2 separate regions of the Mus musculus genome follow, and region 1 is linked to region 2. Evidence: chromatin contacts called from public HiChIP or PLAC-seq data. All regions are on one chromosome and are shown on one strand. Each heading gives the region's core, a stretch centred on a gene start, on an enhancer-like site or on the middle of the called end of the contact. The rest is flanking DNA. Distances are from core to core; before and after follow the strand shown.

Region 1 (6,186 bases), core at 2,910-5,409, 940 kb after region 2:
TTGGACTTACAGAGAATTGTGAGCTGCCATGTGGGTGCTGAGAATTGAACCCCAGTCCTCTGGAAGAACAGCCAGTGCTTTTATCCACTCCAGCCTTGATGTTAAATTTTTTGTTTTTTGATTTTTTTTTTTAGTTCTTTTGTTTGTTTTGTTGTTCAATACAGGGTTTCTCTGTATAGTCCTGGCTGTCCTACAACTTGCTCTGTAGAGCAGGCTGACCTTGAACTCAGAGATCAGGAGCCTTTGCCTCCAGAGTGCTGGGATTAAAGGCACTGTCAACACTGCCTGGCTATTTTTTGAGATCTTTATGCATTTTATGTATTATTGACCCTCTATAGGATAAGCAATTGGTAAAGACCTTCTCCAATTCTGTAACTTGCCACTTTGTTCAAGTGATGGTGTCCTTTGCCATACAGAAGCATCCCAGTTTCACAAGGTCCCATTGAGAGGCCAAACCTATTCCATCCTGGGACTGGCCTCCATCTTAAAGAAAAGAAAAATAAAAAATAAAAAGAGCCTGAGAACTTGACCTACAGCAGAACCCAAGCTGCATCGAAGTACCAGGAAGGACCCCACAGCTTGTCCCTGGCCAGAGTTACTCCCTAGCTACTTCCTAGCAACAGTTTTTTTTTCCATTTTTTATTAGGTATTTAGCTCATTTACATTTCCAATGCTATACCAAAAGTCCCCCATACCCACCCACCCCCCACCTAGCAACAGTTAATCAAAGATTAGTCTGATTGTTTCAGATGGCTTGTGACTCTATACACTCTTGCTTCAGAGCACCCACCTGTTGGCTTACAGTCATTCTATGAGATGCTTGACAGACTGGACACCACCTCCCTCACCCTCTCACTGTAATATCCAAAATGAATTGAAGACCACCCAGTACCTTCCCCCTTCGAAAAGGACTTTCCAAACTGCACAAGCAGGCCAAGTGCAGAGCCAGATAAGAAAGCTGGCTGACTAAACAAATGTAAAAACATAGTTTTCGCGGTCAAAATGATTAAGCTTGCAACTACCAAAACAATAGCTGTTCTCTGAGAAATAACCATAACAAGATTAGCAATTCTCCTGCCCCCCCCCCACACTGAATTCTCACAAAGACCATAAACCACCCTGACCTTGTTGCAAGAATTCCCCTGATGTTAATAGCTGATCCATAAGTTCAAAATGTACTATTACTTTGCTGACCAAATCATAATAACCCACCATGGGGGCAAGCAAAGTGAGTCATTAGGCCAAAGGGTTACTTAGTCATCCTATACAAACCAACCAACGCCTGAAAGGGTTACTTGCTACACCAATGAGAACCCTGTTGCTCAAATATGCCCCTTACAAAGGTATAAAAAATGTGTTCTTTCTTTGTTCTGGGTCTCTCCTCTGGCCTGTGTGCTGGGAGGGGAGTCCCCAACATGTTGGATCAATAAAAATCCTCATGTGTTTTGCAGCGATGGCGGCTGTCTCTGAGGTCGTTCTGAGTAAGGGTCTTCTGACGAACTCCAACATCACTTGCTCCTATTTTCCTATAAAAACTTGTCTTGTTGAGGGTTCAAGGTGGCTCCACCTTCCCTTCCTGCCCTCTTGTGTCGGGGTTGGGTTGGAAGAGAGCCCAAGCCTGAGCTTGTAATAAAGAGACTCTAATGCTATTATGTCAGAGATGGCTCCTTGGTGGTCTTTTGGATTCATAAACACTTCCTGGCACATCACCATTTATTAATTGTTGATCTTAGTGCCTGTTTAGAAAGTCTTTTCCTGTGTCAATAAGTTCAAGATTATTTCCCCACTTCTCTTCTATCAGGTTTAGTATATCTGCTCTTATGTTAAGGTCCTTGACCCAATTAAAAGTTCAGTTTTGTGCAGGGTGATAAATATGGATCTATTTACATTCTTCTATGCAATTTCTCCTGACTCAAAATGCTCCTGACTCAGCCTTCCAAGGTTAGTGTTAACAGCTGGGTAGTGGTGGCATATGCCTTTAATCCCAACACTTGGGAGACAGAGGCAGGCTGATCTCTGAGTTCAAGGTCGTCTTGGTCTACAGAGTGAATTCCAAACTGGATCCAGCCATCCATTTTGACTAGCACAATTTGTTGAAATACACAGTGTGTATTTTTAGCTTTTTTTGTAAAAAATCAGGTGTCCATAGATATGTGGGTTTATGTCTAGATATTCAATTTGATTCTATTGATCTGCATGTCTGTTTTTATGCCAATACCAAGCTGTTTTTATTACTATACCTCTGTAGAAGAACTTGAAATCTGGATTGGCGATACCCCCAGAAATTCTTTTATTATTCAGTGGCACAAAAGCTTGTGATCTGGGTGGTGCCTAATTTGTCTGAATGTTAGAAACTTTCTGTGAGATCTACAGATCATGACAAACTTGTGTATTATAAATGACTTATGTTGCCATAGTGATTTTTCCAGGTCTGAGTAAATATTTGTGCAGTACTGAGGATTGTTGTTGTTCTGTGTGTGTGTGTGTGAGAGAGTACCATCTTCTGGTTGTTTCTTGTTACTATGGGCTGTATCCCTTTTTTCCAGGTCTGAGTGACCACATTAGTCTTCTGTGAGCACCACCTTCTGGTTGGTTCTTGTTACTACAGGCTATATTTTTTTCTGGTTTTGGTTTTTGTTGCTGGTTGCCTCTGTTCACAGATTGAGTGGCACTACATCCATCTGCTGTGAGTGCCACCTTCTGGTTGGTTTTTGTTACTACTGGCTGTATTTTTTTCCCCCTGGTTTTGGTTGATTTTTGTTTCTGGTTGTACCTTTTTCTGTTCATTGATTCTAAACGGTGTCATATCCTTCTGGGTACAAGGCCTTGAATTTGTTTCTGTGGCAGGTTGCAGTTAGGATAGATGTATCTGAGAGCCATGGCTTATGGTGGGGCCAGGAGACATCCTGAGTCTTGGTCTGGGATAGGTGTGGGCTCAGAGGAGCTGAGAGACTCCCACCAATCAGGTTAATTTTTTGTGGGTGTGCATCACTTTCTGGTTATTTCCCATTTCTGCCTGGTAGAGAGAAAAGGTTGGACTTGTGTTTTGGGTGGCATAGAGAGGTCTTTTTCATGAGTGACACTTTCTGGCTGTTTCTTCTTTCTGCTTGAAAGACAGGAAAGGTTTTATTTGTGTTTTTGTATGTTGTGTTTGTGTCTCTTGTTACATGACTTTGATGAGGTGACTTTGACAAGATGAGCTTGATAAAATGATTTTGACAGGTGACTTTGATGAGATGACTTTGACAAAGTGGCTTTGACGGACATATTAACATGAGACAGGCTATGTCTACCACATTCTACAGGTTCCCTTCACCACAGAATAGGCCAGGAAGCGGGTTCCTGGCCCCACAGAAGACCCCCCCCCAAATGCTTGCTTTCCACTATCTAGCTCAGACTGGTATTTTAACTCTGTTGAAGGTAAGAAGAGGCTCTTAGTCTACTGTCAGGCTTTGCTGGCAGGTCTCAAGGTGGCCACAAGACAGCCCACAAATTTGGCCAGAGTGTATGATATTAGACAGGAATAAAACTTTTTTAGAGAGGGTCATGGGGACATTTTGACAGTACACCCCCATGGACCCTAAACCACCAGAAGCAAAGGCAGCCATCACTCTAGCTTTATTAATCAGGAAGCACCAGATATTTAAGAAAAAGCTCCAGAAGATTGAGAGGTTAGGAAAAAAGAAAAAGTCTGAGAGATCTAATGATAGTGGCAGAGAGAGTATTTAATAGAAGAGAGACTGCAAAGGAGAAGCAGAGGAGAGGACAAAAGGAACAGACTCTAGACCTAGCAAAGATCTGTTAGCAGCCAAAGCCAAACCAGAAGACTGTAAGAGATGCCTAAAACAGAGAAGTAGATAAGAGGGGCCATAAGATCAAAAGTGCCCCCTCTCCAAGGCCAGGGTAACCCTAAAAGTAAAAGGGAAACCTACCAGCCTTTTTGTTGATAATTAATAAAGTTCAACATTATGTCTTGCTAAACCTGAGGATAAAGTCTCTTCATCAGTTTAAAATAACTTCCTAGTGGCAACAGAAATAAAACAAAAACACAAGACCTCTTAGAGGTCTTGGACTATTTGAGGCTCCACTAAGAAGGCTTTACTCTGCCAACTACAGCTGACATTGCTTGGCCCTGAGGATGCATACTCAGACTCCAGACCTTGGCATCAGCCAATGGCCAATGTGTCACTAATTGGCAGAAGCTGACCTGTTTACACATCAGTGCAGCAATGACCTCCTGGTTAAAAATGATGCCAGAATGACTCAGCCCCAGCCTCTCTTCTTGAATGCCCCCAGGATTAGCTGCTCTGCTGCCTGACTCTGAGCTCAATTGATGGGCCTCTGCATGATTGTTCAGATGGATGCAGAGGTAACACGGTTTTCCAATGACAACAGCCTCATTCAGGATGGACAGAGGTATGCTGGGGCAGCAGTGGTCTCAGACTCCAAGATCATATGGGCAGAGCCTGGGAGGAATGCCAGCCTAGAAAGCTGAACTGGCAGCTCTGATCAAGGTGTTAGAGCTGAGAAAAGACAAGAGACATGGATAGCCAATGTGCCTTTGCTACTGTACTGGCTAGTTTTGTGTCAACTTGACACAGCTGGAGTTATCACAGAGAAAGGAGCTTCAGTTGAGGAAATGCCTCCATGAGATGCAATTGTAAGGCATTTTCTCAATTAGTGATCAAGGGGGAAAGGCCCCTTGTGGGTGGGACCATCTCAGGGCTGGTAGTCTTGGTTCTATAAGAAAGCAGGCTGAGCAAGCCAGGTGAGGCAAGCCAGTAAAGAACATCCCTCCATGGCCTCTGCATCAGCTCCTGCTTCCTGACCTGCTTGAGTTCCAGTCCTGGCTTCCTTGGTGATGAACAGCAGTATGGAAGTGTAAGCCGAATAAACCCTTTCCTCCCCAACTTGCTTCTTGGTCATGATGTTTGTGCAGGAATAGAAACCCTGACTAAGGCAAATTGGTACCAGCAGTGTGGGGTATTCCTGTGACAACCTGACCATGTTTTGGGGAGGACTGTGGAAGGACTTTGGAACTTTGGGCTTGAAGATCCATCCGTTGTTAAGAGCTCTGTCGGATGTTGTGTAGGAGCTTGGAAGATAATGTTGAGAACAGTGCAGAAGATGGAGGCCTGGCTTGTGAAGTTTCAGAGGGAAAATTAAAGACTCTTTTCAGGGACATTGCTATTTTGGAGTTTGATTATTCTGTGGTTCTGGTTAGCTGGGGCTGAAGAATCAGCTGTGATTAACAAGATACCAGAACTACTAAAGCAAAACCTTTGCATTACTGGGACTATTGATGCTGGTTAGCTGGAGCTAAGAAATTAGCGGTGATTAAGAAGAGACCAGCATCATTGAGGTGACAACTTCTGGGAAGTGTTTTCTGAAAGCACAAAGAGGCTGTGTTCCAGAGATGGCCAAGGTTGTACTCCTGCTGCAGCAGGACTTGGTAATATGTAAGGGTCACCTAGGTGGTACTGGTTTTGAAGGCATGAAGGGGTCACGCAAAGCAGCTGAGGCTCGGCACTGTGAGAGGCCATGGAAGGCCATTGGTGAGGGTGCAGCCTCAGTTGCAAATGAAGGCCCAGGACTGAAGGGGTCATGCAGTGTTTTGGAGATGCCAGTACCATGAGATGACCACCAAGAGCAGCAGCAGCAGTGGAGTACAGGCATCTGGAGCCTAGAGGACGGCGTGTGTGCTACAAAGGGCCTGGCTGGAGAAGTGACCCAAGCCCTTGGAGGAGCCCAGAAGATTGTGAGTTGGATCCCAGACATTGGACGGTTGGAGATTGACTTTTGCTTTTGATTGTGACTGTGCCCTGATATTTTCCCTCTTGAAGGAAGAAACTGTTTTAGTGGAGCCCACAGTTAAGAGACTTTTAATTGTAAAAAGACTTTGGATTTTAAAAGAGATGGATATTTTAAAGAGATTGAAATTTTAAGAATATGTAAAGACTGTGGGACTTTAAAGTTATTTAGAATGGGGATGAATAAGATTGTAAGGGTTGAGGCTTACTAGTGATGTTTTTGTGTGTCAAGTTGACAAGGGGTCAATTGTACTGGCTAGTTTTGTGTCAACTTGACACAGCTGGAGTTATCACAGAGAAAGGAGCTTCAGTTGAGGAAATGCCTCCATGAGATGCAATTGTAAGGCATTTTCTCAATTAGTGATCAAGGGGGAAA
Region 2 (6,121 bases), core at 648-3,147:
CAGCTTCCCCAGGGATTCTGCACTTTTAGTGTCCAATGTCCTGTTCTTTTGGGAAGTTCATTTGATCAAAGAACACTGACTGAGTTGATTGGTCACCCTGGGAAGAACAGGGCTACCTGATAAGACAGGGGAGGGAGACAACTAAGCAGAAGGCATCTGCAGGACCAGTCTCCAGACAGAAGTCCGTGGACTTCATCTGTGACCCACCTTGAAATCAGAGCCAGCCTTTTGGGATCTCTAGAGCCATAGCAAGTTCTGTTCAGGGTTTGGGTGGCTCTGTCATTCAGGTAATGACCCAAGGTCACCAGCTAGAGGGCTGATGAGTCAGCTCTGGACAGAGCCACGTGTCCTCCTTGATATGGCCTGACTTTTTTTTTTTTCCCACACTTCAGTAAATTAACATGTCAGCTGTCTTTATGTTATTAAGTGCACACTTGCCCACCCAGGTGAAGAGCCCTCCAGCCCACCTGCATCCCTTGGGAAACTCTTACCTATCCCTGGAGCTGCCGACCCCTCAACCCTAGGACCACACTCACCACTCTTCCCTCCCCACCTCTGGCCTTTTCCAGTCCTACCTGCTGCTGACCTTAGCGGTGCCATTTTAGGAGTCTCTGCCATCTGCCATTTTCTTTGATGAATGTTTTATTTTGTTCTGCTTGTTTAGCTTTATTTTGTTTTTTTTTGAGATGAGGTCTTATATAACCCAAGTTGGTCTTGAATTCACTATGTAGCTTACTAACCTAGATTCTCCTGCCTCTACCTCTCAGGCATTGGGATAGAGGCAGGAGCCAATACGCCAGCCCAGGAATAGCCTCCTAACTCATTTCCAGCCACTTTTCTCTCCTAACCCTGCGTTTCAAGGTAGGCACCACCATTCTATATATCCAAAGCCAAGGTCTTGAAAGTGCGATGGTGAGGCTGGAGGTGGGGTGGACCCTCCTCTTGCAGCCCAAACATTCAGAGCTGAGGAAGATGGATTGGAGATACCCAGGACACGATGCCCTCCCTCTCCTGGGCCTCGCCACCCCTCCCCTGTCCTGTAGAATGGAGGCATCCCCCTCTCCTTGTTGTCCTCACTCACTAACAGGCTTGCGCCAGGCCATCAGGATTCCCCTGATTGCATTCTTTCATGCCAGTGCCTTTTCTACAGCAAACGTCTGCTAATGCAGCCTTTATCACAGAATTAGGGGATTTGGGGCCGATTGCACAAAGGGTCCTCGATAGCGCGGTAATCAAACGCCAATCGGCCTCATCTCAGGCAGGCAGGGGAAGAAAGAGAGCACAGGGGATTAGAGCGGGTTCGCTGCCAGGCGGGGCTGAGATAGCATCGGCGCGGCTGCAGGCGAAGGCTTTGGGAAGGGCTTCTGCAGGCCTTGGAGAAAGGCCGGCTTAGCGCCTCGCATCGAGGATTCTGAAACCATTAGAGGGGATTAACACCCAGGTTAATCTGCTTTGGTCGCTCAATTGTCACAAGCAGGGAACATTCCTGAGCTGGACAGACCTAGGGCCAGCTAGCGGGTCTCAGTTTCCCCAGCAGTCGCATGTTCAGAGGCAGATCCCAAAGTGCCACTTGGGGTGGATCTGGGCAGCTGCTGAGTGTGAAACCTGACTGGTCTTTTGTTCATTGCTATCCCTTTCTGGGGACCAGCAGGTTATACAGCATACTGCCTCTTGCCCTTTCTGTTCCTGACAAAAGGAAGAACTTTCCTTGCCCCTTTATAGACCCAAGCTGCAGCAAGGCTCCAGTTTTCCTAGTTTGGGTTTCCCAGGAAGGTGCACATACCTCCCATTGTGCAGCTCTTTTCATCTGATCAATGACGCTGGCCCATAGGAGACAGGGCCAGGTCAAAATAAACATGCAGCAGGTCCAGCAGTGCAGCCTGTGCACACTACTGCCTTCCATAGCAACTTAACTTCCTCCTGTAGCTACCACATTACCCAGAGCAAGGTATTCAGAGATACCCTGTACCCCAATCGGCACTAGACCATAAGATCCAGAGGACCGCAACGATAAGCTGTTTTTCCTTCCTTCGTTTAATAGTGAGCAATGAGTTTCCAAGCTAGTCTCCGTAGAGGGGGGACACTGGGGAAGAGCCGCGTGGTCATCAGTGAGTTTGGATATGAGCGCACAGGAAGACGAACAGGGTGAGAGGTATTTCAGGAAAAAGGATTAGGTTCCTGATCTGCACGTGGGTTACACACGACCTTAGGGGCAGTTAGAATCACACAGCATAGAGAGAAAGCCAGAAAGCATGGCCAGAAGGAACCACGGGGGGGGGGGCGGAATTCTGGGACTTAGTGGGGAGTGTCCCCTCAAACTGAGGGGTTAGGAGTTGCCAGGGGCGTGCGTCCTCGCACTCCGGAGGGTGGACTGTGGCGGTTGAGCTGGCCAGTGTGGTGGGGCTTGCAAGCGAGCTCGGGAAAAACCATAGGACGGGGAGTGTCTACGAGGCGCTTCCAGATTAGACTGGCGGCCGAGAGCGAAACTGCAAGCTCCGGTAGTCAGGTGGTTATATCAGCGCAATCCCTGCGCCCGCGGCAGCCGGCAGAACGCCTGCGCGGCCCCTGACTATAAGGTGCGTCCTTGTGATGTCATCAACAAGCGCCGCCTGGCGTAAGAGCTGCCTTGCTCCGGCTTACGGTGGTGTCTCTGTGTCGGAGGCCGTGCTTCCCATCCTCCCGTGTTTCCGAAACCGTGGAGAGCGCTAGGTAGCACTTCTTCCAGAAGTGAATTCCAAGAGCCCTCGCTCGCACACCAAACGGTCTGTGCTCTCCATGCTGCATGTCGAGGCGGGCACAGCCTCTCTCATGTGTTCATCTCTGTCCGGATCAGCTTTTGGATCATGGAGGCAGGCGTATTGTTTTTCCTTTTGGAACACCGGGAGAATCTCCCAGACACCTGAGGAGCTGGTGACTTGATGGAGAGGACCTGGCACGTGGCCAGCCTCCGTAGGTCTGTGAGGGCCTTTGTGCAGGCTGGCCAGACAGTCTGAGCTGTCCTCTTACGATCCAGTGCTTGAAAACCTTCCCAACGCCTGGGAGCGTTAGGAGGCTGCGCTGCTCTGGTAGTCAGGCTAGTGAGGTAGGTATTTCAGTTAGGCTGAGGACCAAAGGGTGGCTTGTCTCCTGGGGTCACTTAAGATAATGCCTTTGGAGCATAGTTTACTTAGGCCGGTGACATGGAGGATAGGTGACTGACATTCCACTGAGAAGACAAATGTGACATCGGTGTTAAAGGCCACTCTGGGGGCTCAGGGCTTGCCACAACCAGATCAGAAGGGAGAATGCTCTTCTTGGGTATTGCCAGGACAGAGTAGGACGTTGTACGTTACAGGACCACGCCCCAGTGCTTTTCCCACTGTCCTTTTAGGAGGTGCAGTGCCAGTATCTCCATTCTTTGTCCTGTGTCTAGGTGGTCCCAGATCTTGAAGAGGCTACTAGGTGTTCCTCAGACTCTAATTCTATGCTTTAGACCTACGAATTTATAAGTCCAAGAATCTGTGAAACAGGAAATTAAAAGCCAGCATCAAAAAAAAAAATTGAAATCTTAAACTGAGACTGTTTTCTGAGTGCTGGGAGGGATACAAAGGAAAGCAAGAATTCTTTTATTTGCCTAAAATGAGACAGTCACTGGGCTGGGGCACGGCTCAGATATGCAAGCTTGGACTCTGAATTTCTTGATTCTCTACTTAAAGTTTGGGGTTTTTTTTAGAATGCAGGAAACAAGCATTTTTCAACTATTAAAGTGTGATTTCTTTGGATATTAAACTATGATTTGCCATTTTATCACCTGCACAGGGGCATACATAGAAAATCTCAGGGTGTACCTATACAGCTGTAAGAGGAGCTCCACAGAATTTAGAATGGGTCACAAAATATCAGCTTGCGGTCCTGCTCTGTCCCTCTGTGGGCTTGTCTAAGCCCTGTCCTCACTCTGAGGCTATTGTTCCTCCTGGCACAGTTCTATGAGGAGTGTGTGCCGCAGATCTGCAAACTTAAGTCACCTCCTGGAATTCTTCCCTGTATAAGCTCTGTCTGTCTCCAGGGTTTTAAGAAGAGGTAAAGTCCCATTCTGTAAGTTGGGTTTGTTCTGCATAGCATCTTGATCAAAGACCCACATCACATATCTCTGCCTTCACTGCTATCCAGAGAGGCAGTGGTCACCAGCCTAGAGGCCTGATCAGATCCCCAGACCAAGAGGATCTGGGGACAGTCAAGGGCAATCATACATAGCTATGGCTCTTCCTATGAATCATGGGCCTCTTTGTAAGTACAGTGACTGATGGTATCACTGTGACCATAGATGGAACTCCTCTTGGGCAGTTGCTGGGCTTTTCATGTCTCAGTAGCATCAAGCACCTGGGGAAACTGCAAGGCACTTCCTGCAACTCAAGAAAAGCAACCCTCAGTGAGGTTGCCAGATGCTATGTTCCTCCCTACAGGAGTCAGGTCATTTCAGCTATGCAGCCTAGTGGTGTGTATTCTTTTAACCCTATTTCTCAGATTAGGGAGTTGAGGTTAGGTAACTTGCCCAAGGTTATACAGAAAATGTGGGAGGGAGGGGAAGAGCATGACTCTCATCCATCTTCTCAGATGCTTCTTGGGAGCAGACCTCAGGAAAGCTAGTGCCACTTTACCACCTCGGCCAAGGTGGAGTTTGAGAGTGTCGGGGCCTGGTAGCAGGGGCAGCCTCCTGGTGGAGAGAGAAGTAGGCTTTGTTGCTTGGGGGCAAGGTGTGTGTGTGTGGGGGGGGGGGCACCTTTCTCTGTTGAGGACTGGGATATTTGTGCCCACCGAGATCAGTCTGCTCAAGTACAGCTAGAGGCTTCTACACCTCATCTATCTATACGTGGCCTCATCTACTTTGCACTGACTTCTCACTGCCATGTGTTCCACCTAGGACTCATGACTGTCTCCACAAAAACTGCCAGGCTTCCCCAAAGGCCCAGGCCTACTGGGATGCTCATTCTATCAAGTCCTCCACTCCCCACCCCTGGGCTGGGCAAAAGGCTTGCAACTCTCAACTCCTTTCCCTAGCTTCCAAGCATGAAGCAGCCTTTCCCAGCATAGCTGTGTGTACCTGTTAGCCCTGTCCACTGGGTTCCTACTCTTTACCCATGGTTATGGCAGGAGTCAGGGCCACAGTGACCCTAACTCAGCTATATAGCTTTCAGCCTTGAACTGCCTTTCATCAGTGCCCGGACTGTATGGCAGGGAACTTCCACCTTGGGAATACCTGCCAACGTTCAAGGGCGGGGACTGAGGGACCAAGATGTTCCCTGGTCTTTTGGGACCCATTCCTGTTTAACAGCTGTGTCCTACCCTGGGAGGAGCCCTATCACCCCTGCTGCTTATAACCTTAGGGAGCACTGGGTTGGTGTCTCCATGCCTCGGCCTGAGCACTCACTACTGTCCTCTTCTGCACTTCAGATTGAGGGTGGGCTGGCTGTGTCACAGGCAGACGGGCCTTCTCAGGGAGGGGCAGAGGCACCCTGGGAACATTATTCAGTTCCAGCCCTCTGTCCTGCCAGTCCACTGAGGCCTTGTGGACAAAGCCCTTCAGCTGAAGGCAGGACCCCAATTGCCCTGTAAGGCCAGGAAGTAGCACAGATCCCTTTTGGTCCCAAGCTGGGCCTCCTAAGGCGCTCTCACTAGGGGCTGCTGAGCTTTCTTACTGCCCTGCCAACTGCAGTGTCTCCTGATGGAGGGGAGGCAGGTCTCTGAGGAGGCTCAGTCATCAATGACCCCCATCTACAAAGGGATGGACAGGAGAGTGCAACAGGATCCGGTTTATTCTCCTTGGCAAGGTGGTCCTGAGAGTGGCAGGTGCCACCCTGTTCCGGGCGGAGGGAGGGCCCGAGGGCCATTTAAGGCCAATGGCGGGAAAAGCAGGGGGGCCTATAGCCCCTGGAATGCGGTGAAGCCAGGTCTAAGCCTGGAGGCAGCTGTGGTAGGCCAAGGCAGGGCGCCCTTGCCATAGGGGGTGGAAGGCACCGGACTGTGACCTGACCATGGCTCCAAGGCCATGAACCAGGGCACATAGGCACCCCAGGAAGTGGGGCACAGGGTCACATGACAGAGAACACGAAACAGGCATGTGGCTCACAAGCAAGCACATGGA

Evidence for each region. HiChIP or PLAC-seq counts read pairs in DNA pulled down with a chosen protein or histone mark.
Region 1: an HNF4G HiChIP or PLAC-seq map of pancreatic cancer cells shows a contact between it and region 2. The contact joins two enhancer-like sites.

What each region holds. Positions count from the first base shown.
Region 1 is chr16:18,856,157-18,862,342 of GRCm38.p6, forward strand. No RefSeq gene overlaps it. Among named protein-coding and RNA genes, the nearest start is that of Mrpl40, 17 kb to the right of the region's middle. Within about 2 kb of position 4,160, at least 44 of the 459 cell types and tissues checked have an H3K27ac peak or open chromatin away from gene starts, as enhancers often do. A contact at or near this core is called in pancreatic cancer cells, where this site is marked.
Region 2 is chr16:17,919,449-17,925,569 of GRCm38.p6, forward strand. It overlaps Slc25a1 (solute carrier family 25 (mitochondrial carrier, citrate transporter), member 1), which reads right to left. Exons shown (of 9, transcript NM_153150.2): 9 at 5,763-6,121. Among named protein-coding and RNA genes, the nearest start is that of Slc25a1, 5.7 kb to the right of the region's middle. Within about 2 kb of position 1,898, at least 399 of the 459 cell types and tissues checked have an H3K27ac peak or open chromatin away from gene starts, as enhancers often do. A contact at or near this core is called in pancreatic cancer cells, where this site is marked.